Linked DNA regions of Canis lupus: region 1 is linked to region 2. A link is a contact called in public Hi-C data. All regions are on one chromosome and are shown on one strand. Each heading gives the region's core, a stretch centred on a gene start, on an enhancer-like site or on the middle of the called end of the contact. The rest is flanking DNA. Distances are from core to core; before and after follow the strand shown. Region 1 has its middle 79 kb from the start of MIR148A. Region 2 overlaps LOC106559715 (a long non-coding RNA gene).

Region 1 (4,638 bases), core at 1,893-4,392, 410 kb before region 2:
CGGAGCAAGTTGCAGGGGAGTCGGAGGTCAGTCACTTCTGCTGCTCCTCCTATGACCCGGGGCTGTCTCTCAAATAAATGCTCATTGCTTTTTTTTTTTTTAATTTGCCCTTAAATTTCATTATTTTGGTGCCTGATCTTTAAATATGCCTCAATGCATCACATAATCTTTTTTTACACCCCCCCCCGAATTTGTTTGTCTCTTGGGGTTCTCTATGCTTTCTATTTTTTTTTTATCAGTAGTGTAGCTTTATTTTGGAAAAGAAGAATTTTCTCCTTGGAAGTGGGGCCAATGATCAAATCTCCAACTCCTCTTTTCCTGGAACTTAATCCTGCATTTACTCCTGGATCATGAAACATTTAAACCATTTAACACGTCCATGACTGATCAACTTTAGAATTATGATCTACTTTTAAAATTGGAAATGTTATCTTGGTGTGTATATGTGCGTGTCTTGTTATTGACAGATCATGTTACTCTCCTTTCCGTGGAAAAAAGAATACTTGCACGTGTGAATTTGAGTATTTGTTCATCTAGAGCAACGATGTCTGCTAAGCTTGATTTTTTTTTTCAGATACTTCTTTGCATCTCATATTCAGAGTATTAACAACATTCAAACTCAAAACAAAACACCTCTTCCAGTGTTGTGGAGGGAGGTCCACTGACGTCCAACAACAGATGCCTTTTCTTTACTTTTTGTTTGTTTGTTTTCTTTCCTTAACTTTTCTTCTCCCTCCCCTTGGTCCACAGCTCCTTTAGTTATTTTGGCCTGGGTGAGCACCAGCTGTAAACTCCATGTTTGGGTTGGTTCTGCGACAGTCGCATCCCATGCGCGATCTGAGTGCAGCTCTGGGGGACATGCAGAAGCACACTAGCTGTCATTCTCAGAGGAAAGACATCCCACGTTAATGCCCGCCTGGGAAGAATCCCGGAAAGCCGAGAATTCCTACGAGCTGCAGCCCACTAAGCGACCAAGGACTACAAGGATCACTGCCTCTTAGACTTTTGACAAACGGTGTTGGGCTTGATTTTAAAATTCTGTTTAGTTGTTGTTGCTGCTGGGAATGTGGGCCTTTCTGATGAAGACCTTCCTGGCCTTCCAGCGCAGGTCGTCTCCCTGACCGCCACTCGGATGGCTTTCATTTAGGGAGGGCCGGCCTTCAGGTGACATTTCCCCCTAATCTAACAGTCAACTGCAAGTTGTTTAGTTCACATTTGGGGCTTTTAGCGCGGAAAAGCCTGTGGAAAAGGCTCGACTTGACTTTTACCATCACATCCCCAAAGCAGGGCCCCCTCCAGAGCGCTCGCCTGGTCCCGCGGTGCCCCTAGCGCGGTGTCTAGCGTGGAGTTACAGGCCGGGACCGAGCCAAGATCAGAGGCTGCAGGGCTCGCCCGAGTTTAAAGGGAGCCTTGCTACCGGAAGTCATTTGACAGATCTCAGGCAGGCCTTTCTTCTAATCTTTACTGCTCGGCAGAGCTTTGCAAATCTCTAAACACGCTGTAACCGTCTTCAAACAGTGTTCCAGACACACTTGAGGGTGGGGTTTTACTTTAGGACCGGGTGGCAGGGAAGCTGCATCTGCAGAGGCCACCTCCACAGTCGGGTCTGTACCCTTTCCAGCTCTTCTTGAGACCCTTATCTCCTCCGGTTAAGCGGGTTCCCACGCCTCCGTCCGCCCACCCAGCCCCAGGAGCCCTCCGGTCCCGGGAGGCCTGGGTCTCAGTCGACCTCCTGCTGGAGAATCCCGCTGCGCCCCAGTGGCGGGCGGCAGCGGGAGAACCCCTCGGGAGCTTAGCCGGGAGCGGCAGGGGCGGGGCAGGTGATTTATGACCCTGATCAACTTTTTAGGAAGCAGAAATTAACCTGAAGGGGATTAGGCTCGAGCTTTGAAGTTCACGGTTTTGTTTTCCTTCAACTCAGCCCTGCGATCAAACGGTTCTTGATTCTTTCTGCCCGCCTCCTCCAACTCCTCCCTAGGTCTCTCATCACCCCACTCCTATCCCCCAGCAACTTTCCCTATATGGATTTTCATAATTAAAAAAAAAAAAAGAAAGAGAAAAGGAAAATGAAAAAAAAAAAAAAAAAAAACCCTTCCAGACCAGAGACTGAAGTTCCTGACTGTGACCTAGTGAACGGAGGCAACATAGTGTCTGTCCCCTCTGACTTCTTGGAATCGTGTTTTACGCTAGAATCTGTTATTTATATTTGGAGGTGGGGAGTAGTAAATTTAAGTCCCCCCCCCCCCTTTTTTTTCCTTTTTCTTTTGGCTCCTTCTCGTTTGTTCCACTCTCAGGGATGGATCTTCCTTCGCAGAGCAGAAGCCCAGCCAGGGTTGGGGTGATCAGTGGCTCTGTGGGTGACCATTAACTTCTCAGCGCGTCCTCCAGGTACAGCAGGTTTGTGGATTCCTCTCCTAGTTGACCAGAGTATTCAAACTCGGACGGGAAAGATCTCCCTTGCCGCCTGGCGCTCTTACCTTGGCCCCCCTTTATTTCCATACCTTTAGACTCCTCTCCCGCCACCCGCCTCCCCCCGCCCCGCCGCCCGCACTCGCCTCCCCCTAGCCCCCAAACTGCAGGTCTCCAGGGGGAATCTGTCTCCTGCGGTTTTTTCCCGCAGGCGCCTGCTGAAAAGGCAATTTCCTTGGGGGTGTGGTTGGGGCGAGAGAAAAACAGAAACCAGGATTGTTTGGGGCCTGAAACCATCCAAGTTTTATTGCATCCGCTACAAAGTCAACTAACTCTTAATGAGCATCCAAGCGGAAAAAGGCCGAGGTTTACTCGGTGTTAAGGCAGAGGTGGTGGTGGGGGGGGGGTGGGGTGGGGGGGGGTTGCTTATTTCTTTTTCTTGCAACCAAAGGTTGCAACACCTTCCTAAGGGGCTCTTCCCAACGCCAAGAGTACAGACAAGAAAGTCGAAAGGCATCAGGTTTCAGCTCCCTGAGATCGAAGATCATTCGGCCACGAGGACCTTCTAAGTTGGCCCTGTCTACAGCTTGTAATGAAAAGGATAATCTGTCTTGTAATAAAAAACAGGACTCACACAAACAAACCCAGCATCCAACCGCCTTCCACCGCGCCTCGCTCTTCCCTAATAGGGGCCAGTGACAAAATTGCCATCCAGTTCCACCCGAAAAAAGAGGAAGCAGTAGATCTTCCTTTTAATAACTTCCCAAAGTGTTACAAATAATAAAAGGGACGCATAAATCATCGCGGGCGCGACTGAACGTGGAGCACGGGAGGATTTACTCCTCTCAAACCTTGACTCCCAACCGCGTCCTCATTGGCTGCTTCCCTGTAGCCCGGCCCCCCCAGTCCGCCCTCTTATTGGTCTGTCAGGCTAGGTGACGCGCGGAGGGGGCGTGGCGTCGGCGGGGGCAGGAGTCTAGCAGTGCGCATGCTCCCTGTGGCGTGAGCGTGTGATTGACAGCTGTGCGCGCCTGCGCGTGCGTGAGAGTGGGTGGCGGCGGGGTGCTGGGGGCGCGGGGGTGCTGGTGGTGATAGTGGTGGCGAAGAGTGCTCGAATTGAGGCTGCCTCTGCCCGCTCTGTGGGTGCAGTCCTCTTCGCGGGCATTTTCCGCTGAGTCAGAAGGGCTGACAGTTACAGACCTAGACTCCCCGGGCTTGGGAGACGGCCTGGAAGCGATTTAGGGAGGGTCTCCAGCAGTAGGCTAATTGGAAAGGGAGCAAGGAGAAGTAGAAGGCATGCTCCACTGTGTTTGAAGAAGATACTTAAAAATACCCGGGAAGAGATGTGATTTTGCCGCTGTGTCGGTGTGTGCATTTCCTGCGAAGCGCGCACTAAATCACAGCCCACACACCTCTTGCCCACCTTTGCTCAGCTCCCACCCAGCCCGGTCCCCTGCAGGCTCGGGTACACGCGGGCGCGAGCACATCTGAGTCCCTCGTAGTCATGCAAATCAGGACCAACTTGCCAGAGACGCCGGAAATTCGGTGGTAATCCCTAACTGAAAGAAAGAAAGAAAGGAAAAAAAAAAAAAAAACAAAAAACGGGAAAAAAGCAAAAAGTCAAAAAGAAAGGGAGAAAGAAGTAAAAAAAAAAAAAAAATGAAAGAGGAAAGAAAAACAAAACTGGAAATACGTAGCAACCCGTAAGACACGAGTGTCAAAAATAAATAAAATACCGACCGGGGAGGGGGGGCAAAATTCGCTAGTGATTGAATGTGAAGTTTAAAATTAATTTCCCAACCTGGCTCGTGTCATAGAAACGACTGCAGCCTATTGCACTGTGGTTGTTAACGCCTCGTACAAAATTCTTGAGAGCCGAGGGCTGGCTCCGCGGGTTAGGAGAAACGTGGCTCCGTTGCCCTGTTGCATCCAAATTCTCCTCTCGGACAAGTTTCTTCGGTGTGTTGGAGCTGGGCGGAAAGGCTGGAGGGTGTTTTCCTATCACAACCTGTTAGTTCGATGCTTCGTGTTTGCATATATTTTAGGGAGATAGTAAAGGTTTTATAGCGGTGAACATTTTTTTTTTTTTAAAATGACAGTCGCCCAGGGTGAGTTTTGTCGCTAGCAAATTAAAGCTTCGGTTTTACGAATTCTGAGATTGAAAATGGGCAGTGAGCTCTTAGTAGGCCCTGAGATTTTTTTTTTCCCCTTTGTTTTCATTCTGGAGTG
Region 2 (5,382 bases), core at 1,959-4,458:
CACCTCTGGAGATCATTTCAACTGAGGATCAAATGAGATGAATGCAGGTAAATCACCTGAACAGAGTATGGCACAAGTGTCACTCTTTTTTTTTTTTTTTTGAAGATTTTATATATTTATTCATGAGAGACAGAGAGAGAGGCAGAGACACAAGCAGAGGGAGAAACTGGCTCCCTACGGGGAGCCCAATATGGGACTCCATCCCGGGACCCCGAGATCATGCCCTGAGCTGAAGGCAGATGCTCAACCACTGAGCCACCCAAGTGCCCCACAAGTGTCACCCTTAATCTGAGTTGAAATTCTGACTCCTTACTAGCTGTGCAACACTGAATACGTTACTTGGGCACTAGAGCCCCAGCTTCCTTATTTGTAAAACAGGAATACCATTAATTTCTAACTCCAAGTTGTTAAGGATTTCATGATGTATTGCATTTAAATTGCTCAGCAAACTTTTGGCACGAAGTAAATGCTCAAGGACTGCTAGCTAAGAAAAGCAGAAAAGTATTTCTGTGTTTGGTGAAGGACAGCTTGGCCCGTATTTTCCAAATCTGAAACTTAATAGACTGAGGCTCATTGACTCTGGTGAAAAGGAACACATTGCACATTTTAAAACTTGACCAGAGCTGGACCCTCTTTTGCTATAGCAATTCTGAAATTGACTATTAACGATCACACAAAAGCATTGGCAGAGATGTTATATTTACACTGATAAAACAAAACAAAACAAAACAAAAGCCATGTTATTATGAAACCTTAAAGAAAGGCCTTACCTCTGAACTACAAAAGGATGAATTTGGAGATGATCAAAGGTGATCTGATTCAGATTTAAACTGCAAAAATTTCTGCAGATTTACCATATGCTATCACTCTTTTTTTATTCTTTTAAGATCTGCGCATTTTTGGTAACTTTAGGGAAAAGATAACAGGATTTTTTTTTTTAGCTTTATTGAGATAGGGTTTGTATATAGAAAACTGCACATAATTCATGTAAACAATTTTGTGTAATTGGATATATTTGTCCACTCATGTTACCGTTATCACAGTCCCAGTACTAAATATATAAGGGACCAGGATTTTTTGAAGACCATAGCAAACTTAAGTGGAACAAAATACCCACAGATGCTCCACACACCTGATTTCATTTCCAATCTCATCTTTTTCATCCAGTAATATAGAAATTGATAATTCGCAATAAATGAGAAAGGTCAGAGGGGGCCCATGACTATTGTCTTCACCACTATTTTCTAGATGTCCTTCCTTCTACTTAAACCAATCCAAATCTCACTAATAGCACAGCTCAAGTCGGTCGGAAAAGGATGAGGACAGGTTAAGCCATCTGAAAATTCTAATATTTAGCCATTTTAAACAAAACAACTACATACAGCCAGATTTCCTACTAAACTCAAATGTAAGCAATGATTTACTCACATTTTCCTAAGCTCTCAAAAAAAAAATTTTTTTTTTTTTTTTTTTTTAAGAATCAAGAGGAAAGAAACCTACATCTTTTTGGAATCCAGCAAAGCAAGGCAGAGTTTGAGGAGATAGGACTCAAGTCCTGTTTCATATTTATTTTAAACAACTTGCCGTCTGGTAACATTTTTCTGTTCTATTTTTAATAGCTATAAAGTTTCTATCACATTCAGTAATTATCTTCGATCTCAAAAGGAGAAAGGAAATTCCATAATAAGAACTACATGAAACACTGAGTGTACAGGTGCCAGAAAATATTGTTTTGTTTAGTGGAGATGAGATCGTAAAAATATGGCTCTTTATAATGCATGTTCTCAAGTTTATTTATAGACACTGTGACACCCACTCTTAAACTCCTTATTTAATCACTAACAGAAACATTATTTCGAAAGGGAATAAGGGTGGTGAAAATATATTTTTAAATGGTATATTCTCTAGAGCAGTCTCATTTTTTCTTACTATTATCAGCTGCAACTACCCAGAAAAAAAAAAAAGCAGGAGGCAATTTAAGCCACAACAAACAAAAGCGTTTTAAATTTCTCAGGGGCAAGCTGCACTCCATCTTGAAGGAAATTGGAAGGGATATCAGAGAGAATTTATTGTCTGATGACCACCCCTAGTTATTTAAGTGAAAGCTGTAAGGGAAAAATACAGCAGCAGTTAAGAGATCTGATATAAACTTTCTTTAAGGGCGGGCAACACGTTGAGAGATTTTAAGATTTCATGAATTTTCTGCTTTGGGACCATGGAGATACCTCTGCAGATGTTAATATATCGTTAGCATTTTTGTGTGTGGTATAATTGCATCTTAAGCAATTATACCAGGTTATTATGATTACTTTTGAAAGGGCAAAATAATGACCTCACTGATAGTGAATGCCATTCAGTGCAGTTAAGAGTAAAAACGTCTACCACCTTGACCACTCACAGCGGTGTCATTAATAGTTACTTTTTTCCCACTTATGGATAATGTGCATTAACTGGACATTAGAAAAGTAAATAGTGCATTTCTGACTACTAGAAAGTATTTCCCTAAACGAAAAAAATTATAGAACACAAAATGATACACCATACTAAAGTACCTACAAAGATTATCCTTTCTTTGTGGGTATGAGCCTCACTTCTTAAAGGCTCCTTCATTATCTAATAGAGAGCTCGTTAATAAATGCAGTAGAGTTAACCATCTATCTATATTTTTTAATCTCAATATCTTATGTTCTCCGTGGGAGGTAGGTTTACAAGGGTTTATTCCAGAAAAGACACTGGGATAATGGTTTTTGATGCAGAATATTAACAGTGGAAAAGTTTTATCTACTTACCATGAAATGAAAGGCATTTTTCAGGATACCCAGTCACTTTTAATGAAGGGGAGTGGGATATGGAGAGAACAAAAAAGAGAAGAATTTTTGTATATATTCCTCATAGACTCACTTTGGATTTTTCAGCTCAGTCGGTGAAGCAAATGAGGCAAGCATATCCCTGTGTTTAATTTTTTTACTGATCGAGACAATGAGTACAAGTAGCCCACCAAGGCCACCCCTCATTTCCATGGAAAGCCTGGCAGCTGCCGAACTTCTGATTAGAGTAAGATCCACTGTAGAACCCCAGACTGGCAAGTCACAGAGGCCGACGGCCCTATACCCTGTTAAGGCATTGGGTTTTCTTCTGCTGACCCATGACATGGGTAAATAACGATAACCTTCACCAAGAAATACAAACTGCTCCCAGGGCGACACTGGGGGGCTCTGGCAGAGAGCAAGTGTCCCACTGGCATGAGTTGTGCTCATCATGACTGTGAAGAGCGTCAGTTAAAAGCAGTAGACAAGGAATTCTGGAAACCTGATTGCTGATTATCAGTTATCAGACTGCAGAGCACGGCTGGGAAAACCCCCACACAAAATCTCTTTGTTATCCAATTCAGATGAGTGGTTTTCTCAGCTTTGTTTCCATTAAACATTTACAAAGAGATTATCCCAAGTTTTGCTTATTTAGTTGTTTTTGTTTTCTGGCTTAATGTGCAACACATTACCTAATAAAAATCACACCACATTAAACAGGCTGTGTTGAGTATACTGCAGTTAGTGCGACTTTACTGTGTTATTCTAAGTGTCTGTTCTCTGAATTCCCTTGGAATTTATGCTGTTAACTCCCACGAATATGAACAGACCTCCCAAGCCCGCAGTTACACATGCTGTATATTTATTAGGAGGCAACTTAACTTCTAGACGCTGCACAGAGGGCTGTATTTTGTCCCTGAACACTTGAGTTCCTGAACATACTTGTTTGAAAATGTCTCTTAAAATATATGGGTTAGCTGGACAGACGAAAAATTTTGTGTAATCAGAGAGAATGTTTAGAAACATTGTTTGGGGAGGGAAATAATGCTTTAGTGCTGCTTCCAAGAGAATAAACAGTGCAATGCCCCTTCTCTGGGGCCATGGGTATGCCGGGTATTGCTAATAAAACAAAGGAGAGGCAAGATCCTCAGGAAACAGTGGTACAAAAACATCAAATATTTAACCATTTGGCCTGGAAACATGTATGAGGACCCAAATCAGGTCCTTTCACTAATATGACGAATACTAAGATACCCCTTCAAAGGCCTTTCAGGGGGAAAGATAAGGCTACAATCAAAAAGAAAAATCTCTTGAAGTTTGTGGCTATGTATCTGAAGAGAAAGCTTTCATTTTATCAGTAAAGTTTTCATCTGATTTTAAAAGATTAGAGTTCATTTTATACTTGGTCTGAGGGGGGTAACTTTCCCCGTTTACTCTATAAAATATTTGTTTGGTATTGTCGCTTATGCTCCAACATTATAATCTTGTTGTATATGACACTCCATTTCCAATAAGAGAGAATTCACCCCAAACTGTGGTGGGGTTTAAATTTGTAACAATTGCTTCAGAGCAGTTCTGAAACATTAGCTGAATGTTGTTGAAAACAGTTTAATTTTTTTAAGTTCTTGATTTATTCTGATCTGTATGACTTCATAAAATCTAGTCGTGAAAAATCATGGATCCTGATAAAATCATAGATCAGAAAATATGTGCATATTATGCTTTTCTGAACTTGCATTTCACCCAAGCCCATCAAACCCTGGGAAAGGGTGTGGAATCACTGATGAAGTAGTGCCACTAACTGGAAACTTTCAGAATGGCAGCTATAAGTTCCTTTCCCTCAGAAAGATGTGAGCTCTACACACAAACGTCATTCTTAGGGAAAAAGAAAAAGAAAAAAAAAAAAAAAACCTGTTAGGTCTACCTAAGTGTCCTAATACTGTCCTAAATACTCAGTGTAACATTTAACCCTTTTCCTGTACTATTGTCTCTACCTAGAAAAGAGAGATTCACTCCACATTGGAGAGGATGCTTTCCTAGACCTCTGAAGAATGAATGACCCCTCGTAAATACAGAGGGGTATGGCATGAAGAAAAGCTGAACTCCAACATTGTAGACTTGCAACTTAGGCATATATATGGTTAGTGCACATGTGTGCATTCCAGGACGTTAAAATTCCTCATCTGTAAAATGAGGGTAATATGGGTATCTGCTTCGCAGAAAAATTGGAGAATAAAAGGAGATAATGCCTATAAAGTGCTGAGCACAGTGCCTGGCACATACTATCAATGAATAACGGGAGGCATTATTAAAAACAGCTACTTAACTTCTTTTAAAACATCTGAATTCACATGCATAGTGTTGGCAAAGACTGCAAGACAACGTCAGATCCAGCTCCTGTCCCACAAAGAAAGCTTCCCCACTTTTCCTTAAAATCATGAGAAAATAGGGATCTTAGTAAGGTAAACCCCTGGCCAGGTTCTCCACCTGCTGCAGTCTGGCCTCAGTCTCCCCATCCAGCACCACGGACCTCCACCTAACCTGCCACCTCAAGCTGCTAGCTTTCCTTCCAGCC

What was found. A called contact is a pair of places that touch in the nucleus more often than the background predicts.
Region 1: a Hi-C map of skin fibroblasts shows a contact between it and region 2, with 6 times the contacts expected there. The contact joins two enhancer-like sites. A contact is called at or near these places in 2 of 9 Hi-C or Micro-C datasets (amygdala and skin fibroblasts).

The regions. Positions count from the first base shown.
Region 1 is chr14:39,311,890-39,316,527 of UU_Cfam_GSD_1.0, reverse strand. No RefSeq gene overlaps it. Among named protein-coding and RNA genes, the nearest start is that of MIR148A, 79 kb to the left of the region's middle. Within about 2 kb of position 3,142, at least 9 of the 20 cell types and tissues checked have an H3K27ac peak or open chromatin away from gene starts, as enhancers often do.
Region 2 is chr14:38,903,652-38,909,033 of UU_Cfam_GSD_1.0, reverse strand. All of the region lies in intron 1 of LOC106559715 (a long non-coding RNA gene), which reads right to left. Among named protein-coding and RNA genes, the nearest start is that of NPVF, 160 kb to the right of the region's middle. Within about 2 kb of position 3,208, at least 2 of the 20 cell types and tissues checked have an H3K27ac peak or open chromatin away from gene starts, as enhancers often do.